Regions from separate parts of the Mus musculus genome. Here all the other regions are linked to region 1. A link is a contact called in public Hi-C data. All regions are on one chromosome and are shown on one strand. The core of a region is the stretch at or near the end of the contact, and the rest is flanking DNA. Distances in the headings are between cores, read along the strand shown. Region 1 overlaps 9530026P05Rik (RIKEN cDNA 9530026P05 gene). Region 2 has its middle 60 kb from the start of Gm25094. Region 3 has its middle 64 kb from the start of Gm22312.

Region 1 (3,343 bases), core at 387-2,886:
GCTGCAGCCCATCGGCCGAGTTGTCGTCACGGGGAAGGCAGAGCACATGTAGTGGAAAACTACCCTTGGCACATGCGCAGATTATTTGTTTACCACTTAGAACACAGGATGTCAGCGCCATCTTGCAACGGCGAATGTGAGGGTGGCTTCCTACAAAATGAGATATTTTTTAATCAGAAAACCTATTTCAGGTTTGTCTGTTTTTTTATCTTAAGCTACTTAAGGGTTATTTTTTTAAAAAAAAATTATTGGGTCTGCTACTGAAATATGCTTTCTACCACCCCTGTGCTTCACCTTAGTCTTCATGACTTCAACAAGAAGGTGACTCTGACTCACTGTCAAAGCTTTGATCCTTGCTCTAATGGCCATTTTATATGACAAATTTACATGATGTCCCGGAGGCAGTGATGGGTCCTGAACAGTTGAGAAAGGAAATTTGGAAGTCATCAACACCTTTCAGTCTGTTTCACGAAGCACATTATGAAAAGTCAAATTTGCCTACAGTGAGTGCCTACTTCCTCAAATCTGCCTCCATTTCAGGAACTATAAGAGATAAGGCCACGACCTTGATCTTTCCAAAGATTTTTTTCACAGATGCTTTTGCCTGTGTTCTCTATTCCAGGCACAGTGAACACTGCTAACAACATTCTAGTGAGGATGAAGACGAAAAGAATAACATTACCAGTAGCAACCAACTTTCACAGGTCAGCTACCGTGCTAGCTGGACTACTCCTTCAGCCATCCAGTCACACTGGGGTAAACACAAGAAGCACCCATGTCCTCATTATACTTGACAATTAAAGTGGTCAAATCACTACCTAAGGCCAGCACATGTCAGAGGTGAGGTCTGAAGCCTGGGATATGATCTTAAATTTTGATTTCTTTAATCAATTTAAAAATCTTATTTTGGCATCACCAGAAACAAAACGACAGTCCCACAATAGTCTACACAAAGCATTTGCTGATGTAAGCATGTTCTTATTTCTGAACCTGGAACAGAACCGAGGAACTTGATATAGTTTTAACAAAATATATTAGTAAGATGCTCCAAATGTCATAACACACATAAGAGGACATTCTATTCCTTAGGTTGGGAGGGTGATGGAGACTTACTTATAGAGGGTATTTTCAGAAGGACTTAAAGACTAAGAGCCTGCCAGACAGAAACTAAAGGAAGTACGCCAAAGACCACACAGACAACAATAAAAGTCTGCAGTATTCTGACAAAATAAATGCCTAGCCTCGATCGCTAATCCTAATGATTTAAGTGAACTGAAATCACTTACAGGTTTTTTTTTTTCCTTCAACAAACTAAGGAGGCAGCCAAGTCCTGGGGCTTCTGTTGAGCTGAAAATTTGCATTTCTAGTGAATTCTCATGTGCAGCTTTGGACTACTCTTTGCTGAGAGCCTGTGCCCCAAACCAAAGACCTGTCTGGAACCCCCCACTGCTAGTGTGTATACAGGAGGGAGATGCCAGGGTCACCAAGCCCTGCTCCGAATTTCCCAGAAGACCTGAGGGTTTTTTTGCCTGCTAGGAGCGGTAGTGAAATTTTACTGTTGGTTTTGGGAGCAATTAATACTGAAGCTGTCCAGTGGGAGGAAATAGGAAACCACAGCTTGAGGCTGAGTGGAGAGAACCTAGGATTTTATGGTGTTTCTGTCCCCTCCGTGCCCCTATTCACAGGCGGGTGAGGGCCTGCGGCAAGAGCATTTAGAAACACTAGTTCTTTTGTTGTGGGAGTGAGGAGGGTGTCCGATTTGCAGGGAAACGATGTTTTCACAATTCCTCCTCCAATTTTGAGGCTGGGTCTGCTGACGACAGCTTAGTTTGTGTGTTTGTCTCAAAGGTGCTTCTGCTGACCTCAGCACCCAGCCCGGAGTAAGGAGGGACAGGCAGGAATCCTAGCTGGGAATGAGAGGAGCAAGGCAAAAGTGGGCTCTGTGGATGCAGCTGGGACAAATGAGAGCCTTGGGAAATCCTTCCACTTCTAATTCAATTTCTATGCTTAGTTCTTATTTTCCAGGACGGAAAAAAATCTAGACTCCGAAAGGTCAGCTTCCAATTGTAGACTCTCCCTCTCAGACCACACCCACCGGCTCCCACAAACCCCGGCAGCTCTGAAGGTCACTGCCCAAGAACCGAGGAACAGGAAGAAGCAAGCGCACGGAGTCCTTGTTGTCTTCTTTCCACCAGATTGCTTTGCTAGCTGACAGTAATCAGCTGTGCTAACATTCCGGGCATGTCCCCTCTGCACCCGCCATACTTGGCATGGAGGAAAGGGAAAGAAAGACAGGCATTGGCTTCTAGAGACCAGGAAAAGAGATGAAAGCAAGGCGTTCAGGTTCTGTGTTTCATCTCTGTGTTCATTTGCTGTTATAGTGCCTTGTGGCTCTGCAGGAGTCTTGTGGGAATTTCTAGAAATCTAGTTGGCAGTGCTCCTAGTTACTACACCATTATGTCCCAGAGACACTTAATTCAGGATATTCGTTGTCATACTGTTGACCAAGAAAGAAGAGCCTGACAATTATCTAGAAAAGAAATACTACCAGAGACAGCACGATCTTGGCTCCTCTTCACTGGACACTGAGACTGTTATTCCCCAGATTACAGTGATCCACACTTTCTTTGAGAGTTGGAGTATTTTTTGTCATCGTGTCTATTTCACACAAGAACACAATTAGAGGAGGTTTCCTCAACAGAAGAAGCTGATTAAGTTCACAGATTTATTGTGAAACCATTTGGGAGTCATGGAAAATGAGTTTCACTGCTAAGCTTTTCTTGCTTTAAGTAAAGAGAAAAAAAAAAGGCAAACTGCACCTTGAATTCTCCATCTATAACAGATCATAAAATACCCATAGCCTTCCATGTAATTTACTCATCTCAAGAGAGATGCTGAATGCTTCTTCCAGTCTCTTAGTACTTTCCCAAGAGTTCAGCGATTTTACAGGATACAGCGGGGGATTCTGACCCTGCAGTAGGGTAGGCCAGACAGTGGCAAACTGCCAGGATACATGTCACAATAGAAGGCTGTACTTTGCACAACTTGCAAACTAGTGGGTGGGAGAGCCTTGTTTTATTTGAGTCCCGGGAACGATGCTGTAAATAGGACTGATGTAAACAGAATCCATTTTCAATAGCAACGAAGACCGCATTAATGATGATGCACTTTTGACCCAAATGCCCAAAGTCCTGGAGAAAGAGTCAGAAGCCATACTTCAAAATCCTTGCTTTAATGAAGGTTTCAACACACACAGTTTCAATGTTCATTTATCAAACACATATCTCATGCATGTTTCTTCAGATCTTGGGATTTTAGGGTGGTAAATTTCAATGGTGTTCCA
Region 2 (3,478 bases), core at 288-2,787, 330 kb before region 1:
CAGGCATCTCAGATTCTTGATAGGGTAACAGTGGCTTCCCTTGGCTCAATGGGAAGGTAGGAAGGAGAGTAGAGAGCCTGTCATGGTTACACTATTATTTCTCTTACGAAAGGCAGAGTGTTGGCTGCCATTTGGCTTCTACCCTTTTGGATTCAGGAAATTTTCATTGAAAGAAAATTGAGAGAATCATTTACCATCTCTCATTTTTCTAGAAAACATTTAGATTCATTTATTTCACCGAAGGTAGGAGGACTAAGATTAATAATTGTAAAATGCACTTTGCTAACGTGTTAGCATAGAGCTGGCTGCAGTCCAGGATAGGAGTGGGCAGTGGTCCTCCTGCCTTCCCCTGGAGGAGTCTCCACAGATAGGTTGTGAGTGGCTAGCAGCTGTAATTCGTTCCTGGTTTATGTTGTTTATTATTTTTCATTGTTCACTTGTTTACTAGACAATTAAGTATTGTTCTCTTTTCGCTTCTGAGCTGCAGGAGTGGAGGAGGTGAGGCCTGTCCGCTGTCATCTTCATCCTCTTGTATTCCTATTCTAAACCCTGGACCAGACAGAGCAAGCCGTGACTATTGAGTGTGTTACAGAAGGGCCTGTAAGATGGCGTTAAAGAAATCAAGGGCAGAAACCACTGTAGGAGTTTGAATCTTAGAAATGTGCTGATATGCAGTGTATCTTAGAAGGAAAGCAAGGGGATTAGGTGCCAGACTGCACATGAGGCCGAGGCCGAGGAACGGAGACTCTGGGTTGATTTATGAACCAGCTCCTCTTTGCGGAATTGTTCTTTGTGAGCCAGGGTTCAATGTGCTCACGTTCAGAATCCTGCCTGACTCCAGTTCATTGAAATCTTCTGCTGTTTCACAGAGTCTGGCTTTTGCCTGTTTTGGCAAAATATCTTAATTAGGTCAGAAAACTTACTGGGCTTGGCCTAGAGATTCTGTCAAGGCAGACTGGTCGGACTTCCTCTCTCTAGAGTGAATGAAGCATTTGCTAAGGAGAGAGCCCACATTTTAAGATTGTCGATGTAGTGCGGATAGAACCCAGGAAACAACAACACAAGTCAGGAGGTTGAAACATTAATGATACTCATCTTCTGTCAGAAAGGGATATTGAAAAAAATATATTATCTTCAATAACTGACATATTAAAAAAAAGAGCCCAAGCATAATTCAAATGTTCCCAATGTGGACGCTTTCTGAATATAGCTAAGTAGGTTTTGAATGTAGCTCCTGAAACTACAGAGGATTCACCGTCACCTTATCTGCAAAGTGTACTTCAAAGCTTTGGCACTGTGCAGTTCCCTGAGTTGAAGTTCTCTCAGCTTCGAAGCCCTTGGCTGAGTGCCACCCTGCATAATGCCGTCTTTTCACACTTGCAATTAAAATAAGCTAATAATTTAGCTTAACAATCTGGTGCTGCCCAAGAAGTCCTCCTCAACAGGCTGGGGGTTTGCATGCGAACGGTTAGTCATTAGCCTTCATTCTCTATTGCTTACAGCTGGTCTTCATATTGTTCAAAGCAAGTGACATCACAGGGGTTGTTAGAGCAGTGGTAGTACACTGGTTTCTAACGATTTTAAATGTCCTCTGGAGCACTCTATCCCCTCCACCCCCCAGATAATTAGTTTGAAATCAAAATTATTACTAGTTTGAGAATTGCCAGCAAGAATTCTTGTGCTCTGTTCATCTTTGTAAAAACAATTTATAATCAGTACTATTTATAACGTGCTGTTAGCATGCCACGGTTTTTGATATTCACTCCAGAAAAATTACATAAGCTTTTCCTTCTTCCAAAGGAAGGTTTTAATCAGGGACTTTTCTCTTGGGTTTCATCATTCTGACTTGAGAATGCCCGAAAAATCATGGAAACCAGAGTACTTTCAAGTCCTCGGAAACCATGCCTCTTCTGCATCTCTTTTCCTTTTCTCCCAAATGGCTAACCCCTCTTTCCCTTTCTTTTCTACTGCTTCCTTCTTTTGCTCTCATCTCCTGTCTCTCCAACGTTCTCTTGTTCTTCTCTAAGTCACTTGACTTTGAGAAATTTTCATATGACATGAATTTTCCACTTGGAGATCATATAATGAAGAGTGAGGGGGTCTGAGGGGGAGCACACCAACTTAGCAGCAAGAGCTAGCTTGGTAGAAGAGACCCTTACACACAAAGTCATAAAGGTAGCTTACGTAACTCCTAGCTCTTCTTCATCTTATTTATGCATTTGGCTAAAAAATACTGAGTTTGTGTGTGCCAGATGCTCAGAACTTGAAATACAGTACTCAAAGCCAAGGAGAAGCAGTAGTAAAGAATGATTGTGAAATTGCAATGTAACTGTAATTGTGAGGTATGTTCTCATGGAAGAGCTGGGGCTTCCATGGGCTCATAATGGAGGGAGCAGACTCCCTAGCTGCATTGCTTGGGGTGAGTTTCTTGAAGGCAAGGACACTGACCATATTACTTGGAGGATAGAGTTAGAATGGTGGTGAGCAAATCCACATTGTTGGCATTTAGTCTAGGCTCCGCCCCACAGTTACCTGGCAACAGACAGGTGTGCCTGACTCACTATAAAAGGGGCTGCTCGCCCCCTCCTCTCTCTCTTGCTCTTCTGCTCTTTCTCCCTTATCCTCCTCCCCCTCTCTTCCCATTCCCCTGCCCCCCCCTCACTCCACGTGCTCATGGCCGGCCTCTACTCCTCTACTCTCTTTCTCTCTCCGCCTTTCTCTGCCTCTACTCCTCAACTTTGCTCCCATGGTCTGAATAAACTCTATTCTACTGTGGCTGGTCCCTCAGGAGGAAGGGATGCCTTAGCATGGGCCTGCAGAGGCACCCCTCCCCCCACACCTGACTGCACATCCACCAAACACATTCCCTCTCTCCTTATCTTTTTTACAAAACAACACACATAGTTTGGGCCTAACCACAAGACCTACAGTGACAAGACTGCTAGATTGGTGGGATAGTCAAGTCGGCAAGAACATGGACTTCAGGAGCAAGGGAGCTAGGGAGCCATCTTTTGGTAAGGGACTAGGAAATTTGTCCTAAGAGTTTTGACCTTAATCCCGAGTCCCGTAAAACCATTTAAGCAGAAAGTTGACAGCACCCTGCACCTCTCAGCATTTTATTTTCCCTTTAGACTCCCTGGTCCTGGTGTTTGGCCAATTTCTTTAGTGGATTTGGCAGCCAAGGGATCAGTGCTTGGGATTAGCGCATTAACTGTAATTAGAGTTTAGAGACCAACACTCCAAGCCAGAAAATGTGCTGACAGTGGAGCAGGGGCCGAGAACTGAAAGGTAGACAAAAGGATGCGATGCCCAGGTCTGGGGCAGCTCACCTAGGGAAACTTTGACAGCAGCCCTCAACCTGACATGACTTCCCACCTTCACTGTTCCTACAGAGCCTGTAAACTCTTCAAGCGGGGCAGCTTTTTTTAAAAGTATTTTAAAAGTATTTCAAAAGCATATTCAAATCAGCAAATCCCCA
Region 3 (3,039 bases), core at 60-2,559, 380 kb before region 1:
AAAAAAAATGTTCAATTTCACTAACCATCAGAGAAATACCAAGAAACACTATAGTGAGAAATTTCTCACCCTAATCAGAATGGCAGTGACTAGGAAAACTAGTAATAACAAATGCTGGTGAGGATGCTGACAGAAATGAACACTTGTACCCTACTGGGGTGAATATAAATTCATCCAACCACTATAGAACTCAATATTGCTCCTTGCAGAAAAACAAAAACTATACCCAGAGTCTGACCTAGCTATACTACTCCTGGGTACTTACTTGAACAATGAAGAATTAACCTATCACAGATGGACACATAGCATTTACTGCAGCTCTGTTCACAATGCTTAGTTATAGAGACAACACAGGCATTCATCAGCAGAGGAGTAAGGAAGGAACTGTGATATATAGATGTGCAAAGGATCTTTATGGTGAGCCATAAAGAAGAATGAAGTTATATTTTGGGGAGGAATATAGACACAATTGTAAATAACTGTTAAATGACATAAGCCAGCCTTAGATATGGGAGCATCACATGCTGCCTCACGTTTATGATTCCTAGATTATTTGTGTATGTGTATATGCATATATATATGTATATATATATATATATATGTATACACATATACATATATATATAATCACATATGTGTACATATACAACATGAAAGTAGATGATAAAGTATCTACAGGGGAAGAGGACTAAAGAGGTGGAAGGGTGAAAAGGGAGTTTGAGAGGGAATATGCTCAAAGTACATTATATGAAAATGCCCTCATGATCTCACAGCTTTTGTATGCTTTAAAATTTGCCACATCATCTCATCCCTTCATCAACACCATCAATAAAAGTGAAGGTCTGATTATTACCCATGTCATTTCTTTTATCCACTAAAGAGTCGTTTTTGCATGGGCGGTATGAAAAGTTTTCCATCTCCCCAGATCCCTTAGAAAATGCTTTTGGAGAGGAATCAAATCAGAGAGCAGCGCAGAGAGCTTGCTGTTGGAAGGGATAATGAAAGCAAAGGCCATTAGGTTGTTTACATTCTTGATGTCCCAGGCCCACTGACCATTCATCACTACAAGAAGTTCCCGTCAGCCTTTGCATCATGAACTGTGTTCCCTTGCTGTAGACCCATGGGAGCACACGTTGGCCCAGTGTCCCTGAGGTGATGCTGACGCACAGCTTTGCGAGGGGAGGCTATGGGCGCAGGGCCTAGTGATGTCACCAAGGAATCTCAGCGCTTGGATGGCTGACAGTGGTTTCGTTTGCCAGATACGCGCTGGAAGCCTGAAGGGAATTCTGCCGCCAGAAAGCACGTCTAGAGTAGGTCAAATCCAACGCCCGCACTAGACTCAGCACGGCGATCTCCTCAACACTCAACCCCTGACCCCCCATAATTGTTGTGGACACTAAAGAAAGTTTGCTAAGTGTGGAAGGGATGTCCTGAACAGTAGTAGCAAAACCTCTCTTAGCAGATGGAATGACAATCATTCTCCAATAAGAGGCAACGCACACCTTGCAAAACATCTGACCAGGGGCTTTTCTTCCAACCCTGACTTCCTGAAGTCTGAATGTTCACCGAGTGGAAACTCTAGGGGGAGCTATTTTGTTTGTAATGTGGCCTGTGATCTGTCTTTTCAAGTAAGCAAGATGCTTTAAAATTTCAGGTTCTTCTTAAAGAAAACTTACTTATGACACACTTATAGGGAAAGCCCTACCCATCATGTTGGAAACTTCATCGGTGTAAAAACTAGGAAATCGTGCATGTGTTCTCGGGAACATCAAGTGGTATGTGGGTATTCCAAGAGCAAGGAAAGAAACTCAGGCTTGAAAAATAAGCAAATCTGGACCTGGATTTCAGCTCAGTAGTAGCTATATGACTGTAATATCTGGGGATGAAATGCTTAGTTTCACAAGAGCTTAGTTGTTGAACATTTAGTTCCCAGTTGGTGGAGCTATGGGGGGGGGGGGGAGTTCTGGAATCTTTAGAATACAGGCCCAGTTGGAGGTAGTATATCATCACTGGGGCAGGTTCTTGGGGTATCTTGTCCCTGCCCCTTTCCTGTCTCCCTCTTTCTGTTTCCCATCCAAAATGAGGCAAAGAAACACTTCTACCACATGTTCACATGACCATGATATGCTCCTACGTGTGGAGGTCCAAAGGATTGTCCTTTGATCCCTGTGACACTGTGAGTCAAAGTGAATTCTTCTTCCCTTAATTTTTTTATGTGACTTATTTTGAATACTGTAATGAAAAACTAACTAATGTGCCAGGGGAGGCACTGGGCAATTGGCTTCATAACATGGGAATAGAAGCCTGCATTCTCCACGGCTCTTATTTGGATTTAATTTGACACCTGAGAACTGACGAATTGTACGTGCTCAAAAGCTATTTCCACTCCCCACTATTTCTTTGGACTACGAGATAATACACCCACTGACATTCCTGTGTGGATTTTGCCCCAGTAATTACCTTCGTGCTTTTTACATGGACAATTAGGCACACAAAAGAGGGCACATACTCCATGGCAGTGCCGGGAGTCCCCTCCCCCATCCCTATCACGGATAGGGAGGCTGCAGGATGGAGCTTCCAGAGAACAGTGCTTGATACTGCTGGGAAATGCATTTGTGCCCCGAGCACAGGTCAGGGAGAAAATAATGACAGGATGACATTTGCTTCTGCGGAGAGGTCTGGGCAGTGATTTGTTCCTGAACAAAAAGCATCTATTTCCTGGCATGCCAAGGACCTGGCTCTGTGGCAGGCTGAGGACTATTCTGCCTTACACAGACACAGTATTCTGTATCAGCTAAGTATCAGGTTAAGACTCCCTCAGAATGCTATAAGGTACAGAAAGCCTAATTCTCAGTGTCCAGCAAGGCAAAGGTTGCTTTGGAGTCTGTTTTATAAATCACAAGCCAGCTGACGGCTAGGCCAAGGAAGCTGTTACTAGTTATCCAATACAGGAAAACAAGGCTGGGGAGGAGCACTCACGGCAAGGACCAGAGGACCAGGGGACCAGGGGACCAGAGGGAAACGCCTCATTCTTTGGCT

The links. Hi-C and Micro-C count contacts between places; a contact is called where the count stands out from the background.
Region 2: a contact with region 1 is called in a Hi-C map of uterus, with 7 times the contacts expected there. The contact joins two enhancer-like sites. A contact is called at or near these places in 4 of 484 Hi-C or Micro-C datasets (all in uterus) and 4 of 115 datasets of contacts at active chromatin or transcription factors (craniofacial prominence, differentiating embryonic stem cells, embryonic stem cells and 1 more).
Region 3: a Hi-C map of uterus shows a contact between it and region 1, with 2.4 times the contacts expected there. The contact joins two enhancer-like sites. A contact is called at or near these places in 9 of 484 Hi-C or Micro-C datasets (the N1E-115 cell line, cerebral cortex, embryonic fibroblasts and 3 more) and 4 of 115 datasets of contacts at active chromatin or transcription factors (cardiomyocytes, extraembryonic endoderm stem cells, stem cell-derived neural progenitor cells and 1 more).

The regions. Positions count from the first base shown.
Region 1 is chr6:93,065,219-93,068,561 of GRCm38.p6, reverse strand. All of the region lies in intron 1 of 9530026P05Rik (RIKEN cDNA 9530026P05 gene), which reads right to left. Among named protein-coding and RNA genes, the nearest start is that of Adamts9, 120 kb to the right of the region's middle. Within about 2 kb of position 1,636, at least 74 of the 459 cell types and tissues checked have an H3K27ac peak or open chromatin away from gene starts, as enhancers often do. A contact at or near this core is called in the N1E-115 cell line and uterus, where this site is marked.
Region 2 is chr6:93,393,455-93,396,932 of GRCm38.p6, reverse strand. No RefSeq gene overlaps it. Among named protein-coding and RNA genes, the nearest start is that of Gm25094, 60 kb to the right of the region's middle. Within about 2 kb of position 1,537, at least 26 of the 459 cell types and tissues checked have an H3K27ac peak or open chromatin away from gene starts, as enhancers often do. A contact at or near this core is called in uterus, where this site is marked.
Region 3 is chr6:93,443,886-93,446,924 of GRCm38.p6, reverse strand. No RefSeq gene overlaps it. Among named protein-coding and RNA genes, the nearest start is that of Gm22312, 64 kb to the left of the region's middle. Within about 2 kb of position 1,309, at least 43 of the 459 cell types and tissues checked have an H3K27ac peak or open chromatin away from gene starts, as enhancers often do. A contact at or near this core is called in the N1E-115 cell line and uterus, where this site is marked.